Linked DNA regions of Mus musculus: regions 1, 2, 4 and 5 are each linked to region 3. A link is a contact called in public HiChIP or PLAC-seq and promoter capture Hi-C data. All regions are on one chromosome and are shown on one strand. Each heading gives the region's core, a stretch centred on a gene start, on an enhancer-like site or on the middle of the called end of the contact. The rest is flanking DNA. Distances are from core to core; before and after follow the strand shown.

Region 1 (2,700 bases), core at 106-2,605, 2.4 Mb after region 3:
CAAACAGCAAGACCAGTGCCAAGGCTTTGTGGCTAGGACAGTAGGGCAGGGGGTTTGAGCAAAACTTCCTGTGTCAGAGAAAGGAAAGTCAGCATAGAGACACATGGCTGTAAGCCCATTGCTTAGGCTGAGACAGGAGGATTAAAGGATGGAAGCTTTGGTATTACATAGTGAGACCCTGTCTCAAAACAAAAACAAAAAGAGAAACAGTTGGGTCTAAGGAGGTCCCTCTTACCTCCTTCCAACTGAATTTAGGGCTGAGCTTTGATAAATCTTTTGAGTATGATCTTGAGAAAGTTATTAGACCCAGGTGCCAGACTGCTCATTCATCAAGAGTCTTAAGTAATGCAATGCATCTGGGAAAGCTTGGTAAAGTTGAATGTATCATAAAGTATAAAAGAGTATTGTTCCTGATAGAGTGAGGGGCCAGTGATAGGAAGAGCCACTTGGGTGGATGCCTGGAGATTAACCATGTTGCTCATTTTATCTTCCCCATTGGCAGGAAGCAACACGGCCCTCATCTTCTAGTCATTTCTCCTCCACTCTGGTGCTCAGAAGCCAAGGTCAGATAGAGGAGTGAAGAGCTCTGCCTAAGGATTTATAGAATCTGAGGAATCTAGACTAGTCCTGCACTTTCTTACTGATAGCAGACTCCTTGGGTTGGGAACCAAAACTGCCAAGGATGGCTCTCTGGGTCCTGGACCACTGGGGAGCCCAGGGAAGAGGAGCAGGACAGGAAATAAGACTTACCAGCAAAACGTTTATCCTGAAGATACAGGGCCCAGAAGGGAAAAGAAAGGAGAGAGGAGTCATTAGAAGGGAGTCGCATAAGGTGCATTCTCCCTGCACTCTGCATCCAACCATCTGGGTCTGAGACCCTCAGCTCAGTCCATCCATCCAGCTGTTTTTCTCTCAGTCCCACCCTGCCTAGGACCTCTGCTCACCAGAACCTTAGCCATCCCTTCAAGACCACATAGAGGACACACTGAGGCTGCCACTAAGAGCCCAGGATTTCAGAGGTAGGAAAGGGCAGGCAAGAGAAAGAGGGGTTCTAGTCTGTGCCAAGCAAGTGCCCCTTCACTTGGCAGCAGGACCTTACCACACGGTAGGCCAGGAGACAGTGGCTGGTCCAACTCCGCAGGCAGGGGCAGGCAACCCGAGCAGACACAGCGAGGCCGATGAGCAGTAGCGGGAGAGACAGGAGCAAGGCTGCCAGTCTGGGGCTCCCCATGAGCTTCTGTAGGATCCGGGCGCAGAGACCATGTCTTTCCTGTCTGCAAGAGGGCAGCAGGGCCTGGCCCTGGAGCTGTGAGAAGCACACAGTACCAGCAGGCGCTCTCACCTAACCCTGCCCTAGATCCACCCTGCCCCGAAGCTCCTCCTTGATCCTAACCAGCAGGCTTGGTCACATTCCTTCTCCTGAGCCAGGGCACTGAGGAACACTTGCTTGCTCTGTAAAAAGCCTTACTGCCCTGGAGTCACAGGAGGCTCTTGGTGTGGCACAGTTAACAGGAAAGGGACCTGCACCTTGTTGTGGAGGTGCACCCATTTCTTAACCCCTCCTGCACCTCAAATACTGCCGATCTGACACACATATTACATTAGTATACTCTGCCACAGACAGTTCCACATCCTTCTCTTTGAGAAATGAACAGTTACTCTCCATTTGTCTACGCTGAATGCTGACGATAAAGAAGTGGTTGGGGCATCATTTGCTGAAGTCAAAAATGAGTAAACATTATAAAACACAAATAAGCCTCCTGCGTACCCCACATGCACTTGGGCTCCCCACCCGGCTGTCTTCCCACTAAAGCCCAGCCTTCTCTCTGTGCCCACTAGCCCTTTCCAGCTGTCAAAGTGCTCTCCATCTTTGAAGACCAACTAAATGATACGGCTTGTTCAGGAAGCCCCAGAGCTGACAGCCGAGCTCTGGAGCAGAGGGAGCAGCCCCACGCACTGACCTGGTTTCCTGTGGTTTCCGGTGCAGGAAAAAGGCTGACACGGCTCCAGGCTTTGTGGGGACCCTCCCCATCCCCATCATCTTACAGTTTCCTCTTACCATGGAGCACTTGAGCTGCAGCAGCCCTCTCCTTCCTTGGCAATGCCCGAGGGGAGGAAAGTTCAGGGCATGTCCATGGGGGCCTCTCTCTCTCTCTCTCTCTCTCTCTCTCTCTCTCACACACACACACACACACACACACACACACAAACACACACACACCCTCAGGACAGGGTTTCTCTGTGTAGTTCTGGCTGTCCTGGAACTCACTCTATAGACCAGGCTGGCCTTGAACTTAGAAATCCATCTTTGCCTCCCAAGTGCGGTGTTGGGTCTAAAGGCACACACCACCATTGTCCTCCTTGTCTCTGTTTTAAAATTAAATTTTTTTAAAAACTTAGGTGTGCGTGTGTGTCATGGTGGGCATTTAGGTGGGCAGGTGTGCTTGTCCATGCAGGTTCATGCGGAGGCCAGAGGCTGACACCAGAGGCAGTCCTAAATCTACTGGCTCATATCTGCAGCCTCCAATTTACCTATTACTCTGAAAGTCTCCTCTTGCTTTTGCATTCATGAAATGAATTGGTCCCTGCTTGGTGTCCGACTTGTTTTGAGACAGGACCTGTCACTGAACCTGGCTCTTCGCTTGCGGTTGCAGCGAGGCTGGTGGACTAGCAAGCTCCTGGGACGCACCTGTCTTCTCT
Region 2 (2,700 bases), core at 49-2,548, 2.3 Mb before region 3:
TTTGTTTGAGATAAGGGCTCAATGTATATCCCAGGCTGCCCTGGAACTTACTAAGTAATCCAGGAAGGCCTGAAAAATATCATTTTTCTGTCTCAGCCTCATGAGTGCTAGGACTATAGGCAGATGTCACACCTGGCTTCTGGGGACTTCTCAGAAACTGTTAATGAAATGTCAAGTGTAACGTAGGCACACAGTAGATGTGGGCTTGGACTAACAGTGCCAAAGCTGGAGTCTGGCATCGTGGCTCGCTAAGATTTCAGTGAGGTGCCATTTATATCTACTTTATTAATACATTAGAGAATTTTTGCCTTATCTTGGAAATTTAGCAGTGCTGGGCACTTAACCATTTGCTAAAGGTCCCCATGTTCCAAGTCTCCTAGGAGAGAATTCTCCTGCCTCCCTGCACTCATACTTAGGACTGTGGCTGGTAGACAGCAGGCAGCTAACCCACGTGGACTGTCTTTTGTGATTGTACTAGAGAAGATGGATGTCTGAGGGGACTTCAAGGTGCGTCCTAAAGAAGCAGCTGTCCAAGGGAGACACTTTGTTCCTGACCACAGCTGGCTCTATTGGCTGACAGTTGTTGAGATATCTTCTGCCCAGATGTTCTCCTCTAATGCCACAAGGGAAATCCTGAAAACTTTAACGGTCTGGATCACCTACTTCTAAGATAGGCTTGCTGACTGCATATCCAGTCTCTTTCCAACTTTGCCAGTGTGTGCTTTTCTGAAAAGGCTAGACTTCACACACACACACACACACACACACACACACACACACACACACACGGTACTTTACATGCAGCAAATGGAATTATTTATTTTAAGTAAAAACACGTAAGGACCTCTTCAGTGTTCAGTACCGATCTTCCCTGAGCAGAAGGCATGTTGGCTATCCTCAGCCTCCCCGCTAGTCAGCTCTGCCAGGTTAGCACTTATGTGACGATTAGCCACATGCGTGTCTAGTTAAGTGTCTCTAAGGCATGATGTTCCCAGGCTATTTATCCCACAGGGCTTGAGCACCCATCTCAGTTGTTGTTTGTTTGTTTGTTTTTAGATGAATCAACTGTCATCTGTGGAGCTTTCTGTGCAGGGCACAGGACAGAAGAGGGAGGAATAGGCGTGTCCTAGCTGGAAAGAGAAAGGCCTGGCCCTGGAGGGCGGGACTTGGCAGTGTGGAGGGCGGAGCCCGGCTGCGGTGGGCTGGGTCTGGCCCTGGAGGGCGGAGTCTGGCTGTGGAGGGCGGGGCCTGACCGCGGAGGCGGGCGCGCCACAGCAACCCAGCCTCATTTCCCTCATTTCCTCGCGCGCGCCGGAAGTGGCGGTGCTCCGCGGCGGCGCGCCGGGCCGGCCCCGCGCAGGGCGCTGGCCAGGTGTGCAGGTCCCCAGAGGCGGCGACGCTGAGCGGCGGGCGCGGTGAGTACCGCCGTGTCCTGCCGCGCCTCTGGGCAGCGGCCGGTCCCCTCGGACGAGCCCTCCGGGACGCCGCTGGGCGCGGCGCTTCCTTGACGCGCCCTCCCGAGGCTGGTCCCGTTTTGGAGACCGCTGCTGCCAGGGACCGCTGGTTTGCGTGTCAGGTTTTTTTTTTAACCTCCTCGTCATCATCTCTGCTGAGTGGCTAAACTTTTTACTGTGGGGTTGAACGCGCCCACTGGCAGCAGCCCTCCTGCCTCTGACAAAACGCTCCCCTTTAAAAGATGCTCTTGGAGTAGGAATTGATGATCGCCGGAACCTGGATAAAAACCAAAAACGGAGAACTGTCAGAAGGACCAGATAGTTTAGAAAATTCCTGCATTTCTGAGCAACTGGCTGGGTAATTTGTCAAATACCACAGCGGTACTTGTGTTTGTGATGATGACATTGGCGGCATGACAGTTTGGTTACAAATCTAACGCTTTTCTTCTTAAGTCCTCATTAAATCTGAAGGTGTGCTTTAGCTTGTTTTTGAAATGTACATGCAGTGTCCTGACAGTTCATGCCACTGAAGGCCCCTGGGCCTTTAATACCTTGGGGATTAATGCCATCTCTTAAAGGTGCATTTAAAAAAGCACCTCTGATTTCCGAAGTAATAAAAAGGTGTTTTATGGCATAATATTCGGGAATATTTGCTACTATCTTTTTTAAATTATGTGACTAAAAGAATATAAAAAGGGTGTTGTGTTTTCAGTATATGAGGCTTAGAAGTGTTGATATTAAACAACCAGCTTTAGTTTCAGATAATTAAGAAATTACTGTTTATCCATCTACACTCCTTTTGTAGTGGTATAAAATATAAAAAAACGTCAACAAATGCATGAAAATGAACTGTCTGTGAATCATTACATGCTTCTTACCTTGTCTGCTGCTACACACATCAGATTTTAATTGTACAACATTCCCATAGTGCTCTGCTTCTTCCAAATAGGTTACCCCTGCTTCCCCATTAAGAGTTCTGACTTCTTTCATCAGCCATTAGTTTGGACTATTTTAAGCTTCATGTTAATGGAGTTAATATATAGTATTCTCAGAATATTGCTGTGGAAGTCACTGTTCGTGTTTTTTGATATGATATCATTCATATCATGGTATGGTGTTGATAATTCTTTCTTATAGTGTAATGTGCCATTCTGTGATGTGATTGTTCTTCTGTTCATGAATGTGTGCTTCCAGATTTGTGTATTATTTGTTTTAGGTTTTAGGGGTGTTATAACATTCTTGTGAA
Region 3 (2,700 bases), core at 191-2,690:
AAGCCAGCCTTGAGGGACGTTCAGGATCTCAGGAAAGGTCTCACAAGGAAAAGTCTCAGGACAGACAGTGGTGGGGAACAGACCAGACCATCTAAGAAGACTCTGAGTCAAGCTGAGAATTAGTCAAGCCAGAATTTCCTGAAATGTGTTCCTGGCTGGTGGATTTTAATGACAAAATAGAATAGGATATCAAATCATACCAAATTAATTAAGATGACAGAGTCATTCTATTGTCATTCTCTCTTTTTAAAACACTTTTTGATTTTTTTTTAAAGATTTATTTATCATGTATACAGCATTCTTCCTGCATATACACCTGCTGGCCAGAAGAGGGCACCAGATGTCATTATAGATGGTTGTGAGCCATCATGTGGTTGCTGAGACTTGAACTCAGAACCGCTTGAAGAGCAGACAGTTCTCTCAACCTCTGAGCCATCTCTCCAGCCCAATATTTTTTTTTACTATATATTTTTTTCTTTTTCTTTTTTGTTCGTTTGTTTTTGTTTTTAAAGACAGGGTTTCTATGTGTAGACTTGACTGTCCTGGAACTTATCCAAAGTGCTCTTAAATACTAAGCCTTAATCCTCAGTATTTAAAATTAAGCTTTAAATTAAGCTCACTCTTAAGTACTAATTTTGAAAATACTCCTCAAACTTCCCAATCAAGAGATGTCTTGACTTGATCGCATCTTACATGTTTCTCTGACCGTACATGGAAATGTCCTGTTTCAGACACAGTAGATCTCAGCTCAGGTGGAAATGCTCAGAACCGAGATGCAAGTTACTCACACCGTTTTGTTTGTTCCTGCTCGAAAATTTTTAATCCCGGCACTGGGGAGCTAGAAGCATATGTATCTTTGTGAGTTCAACGCCAGCTTGGTCAACATAGTGCATTCCAGACCAACCAGAGCTTTAAAGTGAGGCTCTATCTCAAAAACAAACCAACAAAAACAGGAGAAATTTAAAGAATGTCAGATAAACAAAAGTGTGGGCACTTTGAGGATGGTTAGGAAGCTGAGAAAACACTGGTGGGTGAGGAATTTTGAGAAGAGAGAAGTGAAATTGGATGATGATGACGTATAAACTGCTCCAGCCTCCCTCAGATGATCCCTATGCCCCTCCAGGAATCTCAGCTTCTCTTCCATTGGGAAGTTGAAGGCACGGAATCAGAGTCCTCGGTCCAGGCCGCAGGCCCGTTGCCATGGCAATGCGCCGGTTCCTGCCGCCTCCCCGCCATCCCCGAAGTTCCCGCTCCTCACCACTGCTCCGCTTTGTCTCTCCACGTCAACACGGCCCTCATCGCCGTTTCCCTCACGCTTCGGGCCCCTCCTCCCAGCCTCGGCAGCAACAGGCTTCTTTCCACAAACCACTTCAGCTACCTGCGCTACCCTTAGCAACGCACATGCGCAATGAACCGCGCATGAGTTTCCCAAAGCTCCAAGTGCGCATGTACAAAAGGGAGCCCACCTCCTCCGCCGAAGCGCCGGGCGCGTAGGGACGCAGGAGGCGGAAGCGTAAGTATGACACGAGCGATTGGTCCGGAAAGGTGGGTGGGGCGGGGAGTCTTGACGACAGAGGGTTTGATTGGCGGGACCCTGGCTGTGGCATCTGTAGCTGAAGCGGTGGCGGGAAGGCTGCTGTGTGGGTTGATTGACTTTCACGTCGGTGTTTGGATTCGGCTCAGTGGTTTGAGTTGTGTTTTACTCCACCTCTCGGCCTGGAGCTGCAGCTGCGCCCCAGTGGACCAAAGCAGCAGGGATGGAGAGCCCAAACCTTGGGGACAACAGAGTCCGTGGAGAGAGCCTAGTTCCAGACCCGCCTTGGGATCGCTGGCAAGTTATTAAACCTCTCTCGGGCCTCAGAGGAGTCGCTCTTGTGTGGGTCTTCCTAACCTTTAACACAAGGTGGCACCTAGAGCTGTCGCCCTGTGGGAACAAGACTAGGGTGTACCCGATTCCTTGGCCGAACTGACTGGGGAGCTTGGAGGACAAGGGAGGTTTTGTGATGCAAGCAGGTTAGCCTGGGCCGGAAGGGACCCTCAGAAATAGCCCTATGACAAGTCACAGAGGAAGCTACTGTTGTGTCCGGGCTAAAATGATGCACGTATTTGCATGTCCCAAAACTTGGGCGCTCAAACACTTTTAAGGGCTGGGCATTTAACTAAGTTGGTAGTGTTTACGTAGTAAACACAAAGCCGAGGGTTCGAGCGACAGCACCGAATATCCGGGCTTGGCGGCGTCTGCCTGTGGAGGCAGGAGGATCAGAAGTTGAAGATGAGTCTCTGGTACGTCGTGGGTTCAAAGCTAGCCTATGGTACATAAGATTCCCGGCTCAAAAGCAAACAACAAAACTTTTTTTTTTTTAATGCTACTTCCTTTTTACAGATGGAGAACGGAGATTTTGAGCTCAAAGTGACTTTCTCTTTGGAAGATCAGCTAATAATAAGTAGCGAGCTGGGGTTTTGACCCATTTTGTTAACCTAACAGTTTTGTAGGGATTCCCTCAGGTTTCAGTTACCTTGTCTCCCTATAAGATCCTTCTAGCTGATACCTAACGCCAAATTCCATCTAAGAATGCCATGGTTCTAATTGTGGTTAGTCTCTAGGTCTTGCTTAGTGTCCCTATTTCCCTATTTGTAGAAAGTAGGTTGGGTTAGAAGGTCTCTCTAGAGACCCACTTTTTTTTCTTTATGTGTTTGTCT
Region 4 (2,700 bases), core at 84-2,583, 2.7 Mb before region 3:
AATTAGCAATAGAATTTATTTCAATTTTTATTACAAAAGATATAGTCAAATCAAAAACCTGTGGAATCATTCCATTGAGTACAGCATGTATTACAGATCCACACTGCAGAAGTGGGATTCCTGTGGGTTGGGGAGCAGGGGGAGGGGGTAGGATAGGAAAGCTGATAACATTCGAAATGTAAAGAAAATATCTAATAAAAAATTAAAAATTAAAAAAAAAAAGAAGCTGTACCATAGGAACTGACTGATCTGAACTACTGCCGTAGCAAGTTTTGAACGTTGCAAGTCCAGAAGCAAATCACATTGAGCCATCGTGTTCTCCTGTGCGTGGGACCTAGCTTCTTTATGTCCAGGAGGTAAAGCCTTTGGAATGTCCACTGGGACTCCTAGCTTCCATCAGCCAAAGGGGGTAAGAAATTCATCAACTGCCATCTGAGGGGTGTTAACACAAAACCCACTTACCTGACGTACCCACCGACGTATCTGAAAAGTGGGTTGATTTGTTGTCGTTTCTATTAAAATTGGAACATGAAACAGGATTTGAGGTAGCCTGAATTTGAGGTAGTTCCTGCGGCCACTGGAGGTCCTATTAGGCACGAACGGTATTTTATTCCCTTTGAGGTGAGTTGTGGCTTTAGATTGACAAAATTTATTAACAATTTAAAACGTCAAGGTGAACACTTACACTGGAAAACTGCTTACTAAGTATTACTTTTTCCAGGTCCAAAACCAAAAATTTACACACATCATATCGTTTCATTCAGATCCCAAATGCAGACAACCTTTTCTTCTTACCTCCCATCAGCTTGTCTAACTCATATACTGACTCTTTAGGCTGTGAAACACGATCATTTATTGCACTAATTCCCAAACTACTTAGCTTAACAAAATCTCTTCCCTTACTCTTCCACGCCACGATTCCATCCATGCTGTTTGTAGTTTACTTTTTGATTATCGCCTACCTAGAGTCCAATAGGTTTGCTCCCCAACAGGTTTAACTGCCACTGAAACACAAGGCCAAAGCTAAGCAGGGAGGCCGGACTCCAGAAGGTTCTGCGCCCATCTGCCAGGCGCCCTCAATGCCCGCAGTCCTGGAGTACTGGGTCTGGGTTCCACGCTGCTGAGCGACCCCCATTCCTGTTGAAGCCTTGCAGCGATCACGCCCAAACCGAGGCTAACCCGGGCCTCTGGAAACAACACACTGCCCACCTCCGCCTTAAACCCCGGGTTAGAGAACCCGCTAGGTTGCAGCGCCCTGACCTCCTGAACAGCAAAGAAGGCGGAGCCTGGCCGTGCGCACGCGTGCTGGGCACTGGTCGCTGCTGGGCCTGTGTGAGCATGCGCGGCAGCAAGAAGGCGCGGGTTGCTAGTTTGCAGCTCGGCTTGGCGATTATTGTGCTTTAAAAACCTGCCGGGCCATGCAGCGTCTTTCCCGGTGGGATCCCGTGCGTCTAGGCCGGCTTTTCAATAAGTGCCCTAGCTGCGTTGTGTTGTCAGCCAACGTTGCGCGGGGAAGAAGGTGCCTGTGAGGGGCGTACCCTCTGCCATGAAGAAGATTTTTGGCTTCAGGAGTAAGGGCCCATCGCCCTTAGGCCCCTCTGCCCGCCCGCGCAGCAACTGCGTGGGCTTTGGACGCGAGAGTGCTAGTGGCTCCCACGTGCCCAGGTACCATATTCACGACAAGGATATGGGCAAGATCCACAAGGCTGCAAGCGTGGGAGATGTAGCCAAAGTGCAGCATATCCTTATCCTTGGAAAAAGTGGCGTGAACGATAGAGACAAGAAGGACAGGTAATAAATGGCCCGCCAGTTAGCGGGGCGGGACGAAGCTGGTGGGGGAGCGTGCACCTACCTTGTCTGGCTTTGGGGCTGGAAGACAGAGAGTCTATCTTTCATTAAGGAAGCTTGACTCTTCCCACCTGGCTTTGAATGCCTAAGTCTTAGTGGGGTCTAAGCCCTGACCTGTATGAACAGCAAGGACAGCAACAAAAAACACTTCAGCTGGTTTCTGATCCACTGACAGTTCCCTTCACTGGCAATGTAAAGCGAGTTAACTAACATTTTAACTTTCTGCATACATATAAGAAAGTTTTATGTTGTAGAAATACATAATAGGAGAAATGTTTCTGTTCAAGGTTAAAAATTCTTCCACTAACATACAGGATCCATCTTATCACTGCCGTACACCTGTGTGAATGGTTTTGGTTGGTTGGTTTGTTTTTACTGCATTTTGAAGTGGGAAAATAGTTCCATATTCTCGAGTCAAAGATTGGTAATTCCCAGAACTCGAACTCTGAATATCCTGATCAATTTAACGTAAGCCAAACCCGACCGTCAGCGTTTTAACAATTTTGAGTTTCTTATGTTGCTTTTGATTTTGTGATGAGACGAGAAAAAAAAAACTTTCTAAAGGATAAAACTACTAGTTTTCACAAGTCAGTCGTTTACTAGCAGCCAAAGAGACACAGCAGTGAGCAGGGTGGAATAGAAAACCCAGAACATATCCAATCAAGTATATGTAAGAATTTAGATATTGCTGGGCAGTGGTGGCTCATGCCTTTAATCCCAGCACTTGGGAGGCAGAGGCAGGTGGATTTCTGAGTTCGGGGCCAGCCTGGTCTACAGAGTGAGCTCCGTGACAACCAAGGCTACACAGAGAAATCCTGTCTCAAAAAACAAAACAAAACGAAAAAACCAACC
Region 5 (2,700 bases), core at 100-2,599, 2.8 Mb after region 3:
GATTCTGCAGGCCGACTTCAGTTTCTCTCTCACTTCCCCCGCAGCCGTTTGTTCAAAGCCAGTGGGTACAGTGGCTCCAATAGTGACTTGGAGATGCTCCGACTCACTTCTGACGCCGCTTTCTACCAGCGACACAGGCTCTTTGTTGCCATCAAGGTTCATACCCAGGCACTCTCTGGTAGCTTCTTGAGTGTCACAAGACATGATGGAGATGTTTCTAAAAGGACCAACAGTCTCTAGAGGCAATACAGGGAAGAAAAAGGGAAACAATGCCATCTCTTTTTGTATTTCAATGTACCTATCGAGTTAAAACTGTAGTATAAATAAGGGCACGGATTACAGGCAGTGAAACGTGACTAAACAAGCAATATGCAGGCTCATCAGGAGAAAAGACAAGAGTGTTTCCACTGCATGCAGTGCTTGGCTTAGGCTCATCTGTGTTGGTAAGCACCATCTTACATTTGCTAACATGAATAGAGAAGCTCCTCTGTTGCTCTTTCAGCTTAGCACTTCAGGATGTGAGGCTGTAGTGGTTCAGAGTTAAAAATTCTTGCTTCCCACACTCGCGGGTCCAGGAAGCAAGTTACTCCTGCCTAGTTTCGAACTGGAAACTAAATATATCTCTCTTTCCCAAAGACAGAAGATTTTAACGAGAACAACACAATTCTGGACTAATGATCAAAACTTTTAATGTATGGGTGAGGTATCTACTTTCCGCCATGTAGACAAGTGGGCAGTGAATTTATTAAAGATTAACTCAACTTCCACTATCTAAACAATTACAAATATCTGAAAGCCTACTATGTGGTGACGCCGAGATCCAATGACGCGCATGCTGGGGACACCTTGGAAATGTCTGAAGCTAGTAATACAGACGTCCTGTGGGAGTGTTTGTGGAGGTTGAAGGGGCTGGAGTGGTGTTACCGTGATGGAGGGCCCACACCTCCCACCAGCTTTTCAAAAGCGCCGTGGCTTAAGCTAACATCTTCCTTGTCCCTAATGCTGTGCCAACCAAGAACAGGCCACAGAGGTGAACGCGGTTCCACCGTGTCACCGTTCGCCACTGTGAACACAACTCCTACGGACAGTGTGGAGAGCAGAAGGGCTGTTCGGACCGAAGGGCAGTGGCTCTCTCACTCCCACCCTCTGCGAAGCCCAGCGAGAGTCCAGACGCTCAGCCCCAGCACCGACCTATACGAAGCCACCGCCGTCTTCCCCTGCGTCCCACCCACCCGGCCACTCCCAGCCGCGGCCAGTTACCGGCAGCAAGCACAGACCCTTCCGGTCTCCGCACCGCGAGCACGCCGCCGGAAGCCGAGGTGCCAGCCCGGAAACGGAAGTCAGGCCTCGGAGGGCACGGTGCTCCCACGCTCCGGGGTAGGCGGGGGAGTGTGCGCGGAGAGCTGTGCGCAGTTGGGTGCACTCTGACCCGGAAGAGGAAGAACGGCCGGTAGGCCGGTCACCTGCCCGGAGGGAACCACTGCGGAGGGCGCTCTCCTAGCGAGCGGATGCTCGGTTGTTCTACTTCCTCTGCCCTCAGTGTCGAGCACTGGGGTGAGACTGGGACTTGATTCCAGTCTTAAAGCCAGAGAAACCGAGGCTAAAGAGATTCTTCTCCCCCATTCCCGTCTTGCACAACACTCTTTACTTGGAATTTCTTTTTGAGATTGGAGTCTCACTATGTAGCCCTGACTGGCCTGCTCGTTTTGTCGATCGTTCTGTCCTGGAAATCACAGATATCCGCTGTCTCTGCCTCCGGGATGCTAGGACTACAGGTGTGCGCCACCATACCCGGCTTGGATTCTGCAGGGACCGGCAAGCTGTGCTGTAACTAGAGTATAGCCCCTAGCCTAGCCTGCGGTTTTCAGATCATGTTTCTCTATATATGCCAAAGGTTACATTTCCTATATTTTAGTTACATGTATTTCCTGTGTGTGTGGAGGGAGCTTGTGTGCCACACCTGAGGTCAGAGGACAACTTGGCAGAAGTTGCTTCTCTTCCACCACGTGGGTTCCAGTGATCCAGCTCAGCTAATCAGGATGGGTAGCAAGAGCCTTTACCCTCTAAGACGTCTCACCAGCCCCAAATGTAACATTTTAAAAGAGGAAACTTAGAACTCAACAGAAAGAGACAGCCGGATTTTGGGGGGGGGGGGGGAGCGATGGTGGAGAGATGGCTCAGTGATTAAGGCTTGCTTTTCCAGAGAATTCAAATTTGGTACCCAGCACCCACCCACCTCTGGCCGCTCTCAATACCTGTAACTTCAGGGGCTCTGACAGCCAAGTCTGGCTCCAAGGGCATTATGACACTGCATTGCAATCTCTCTCTCTGCCTCTCCCCTCATCCTCACCAATAAATAAATAAATAAATAATAAAAATTGTTTAAAGTTTCAGTGGTGGCAGCAGCAGCTGAGGCATGGAGCCACACTGTCCTTGTCAGCACGGACAATGAGAAAGGTAAAAACCGGATCCTTGCCTTGGATGCATCAAAGAGTTTAGGAGCAGCCAGTATCGTAGAAAGCGGCGTTGTAGTTTAGTAAAAAATAAAAAAGGGGTCTGACAAACGGCCCAGCATGTAAAAGGTGTCTGCCATCAAGCCTGGCCATCTGCATTCTATCCCCAGGACCCACACTGTGGAAGGAGAGAACAAACTCCATGGGTTGCCCCCTGACTTCCACAAGTGTACCGTGAGATCCTCAC

The links. Promoter capture Hi-C pulls out the DNA fragments that hold promoters and counts their contacts. HiChIP or PLAC-seq counts read pairs in DNA pulled down with a chosen protein or histone mark.
Region 1: a contact with region 3 is called in a promoter capture Hi-C map of cranial neural crest. The contact joins the promoter of Il17re here to the promoter of Ift122 in region 3.
Region 2: a contact with region 3 is called in a promoter capture Hi-C map of fetal liver, with 3 times the contacts expected there. The contact joins the promoter of Csgalnact2 here to the promoter of Ift122 in region 3. A contact is called at or near these places in 3 of 39 promoter capture datasets (the 3T3-L1 cell line, fetal liver and maxillary cranial neural crest).
Region 4: a contact with region 3 is called in an H3K27ac HiChIP or PLAC-seq map of embryonic stem cells, with 6 times the contacts expected there. The contact joins the promoter of Ankrd26 here to the promoter of Ift122 in region 3. A contact is called at or near these places in 2 of 115 datasets of contacts at active chromatin or transcription factors (astrocytes and embryonic stem cells).
Region 5: a contact with region 3 is called in a promoter capture Hi-C map of hematopoietic stem and progenitor cells, with 4 times the contacts expected there. The contact joins the promoter of Thumpd3 here to the promoter of Ift122 in region 3. A contact is called at or near these places in 2 of 39 promoter capture datasets (hematopoietic stem and progenitor cells and pre-B cells).

Annotation. Positions count from the first base shown.
Region 1 is chr6:113,457,426-113,460,125 of GRCm38.p6, reverse strand. It overlaps Il17re (interleukin 17 receptor E), which reads right to left and starts at 1,355. Exons shown (of 15, transcript NM_145826.6): 1 at 1,100-1,355; 2 at 751-766. The coding sequence starts at 1,231.
Region 2 is chr6:118,137,738-118,140,437 of GRCm38.p6, reverse strand. It overlaps Csgalnact2 (chondroitin sulfate N-acetylgalactosaminyltransferase 2), which reads left to right and starts at 1,298. Exons shown (of 8, transcript NM_030165.3): 1 at 1,298-1,415.
Region 3 is chr6:115,852,268-115,854,967 of GRCm38.p6, reverse strand. It overlaps Ift122 (intraflagellar transport 122), which reads right to left and starts at 1,440. Exons shown (of 29, transcript NM_001167763.1): 1 at 1,259-1,440. The coding sequence starts at 1,299. It overlaps Mbd4 (methyl-CpG binding domain protein 4), which reads left to right and starts at 1,627. Exons shown (of 8, transcript NM_010774.2): 1 at 1,627-1,831. The coding sequence starts at 1,758.
Region 4 is chr6:118,560,904-118,563,603 of GRCm38.p6, reverse strand. It overlaps Ankrd26 (ankyrin repeat domain 26), which reads left to right and starts at 1,333. Exons shown (of 34, transcript NM_001081112.2): 1 at 1,333-1,791. The coding sequence starts at 1,547.
Region 5 is chr6:113,044,951-113,047,650 of GRCm38.p6, reverse strand. It overlaps Thumpd3 (THUMP domain containing 3), which reads right to left and starts at 1,349. Exons shown (of 10, transcript NM_008188.3): 1 at 1,261-1,349; 2 at 1-236. The coding sequence starts at 204. Gm43868 (predicted gene, 43868) reads left to right here and starts at 1,480. Exons shown (of 1, transcript NR_164179.1): 1 at 1,480-2,700.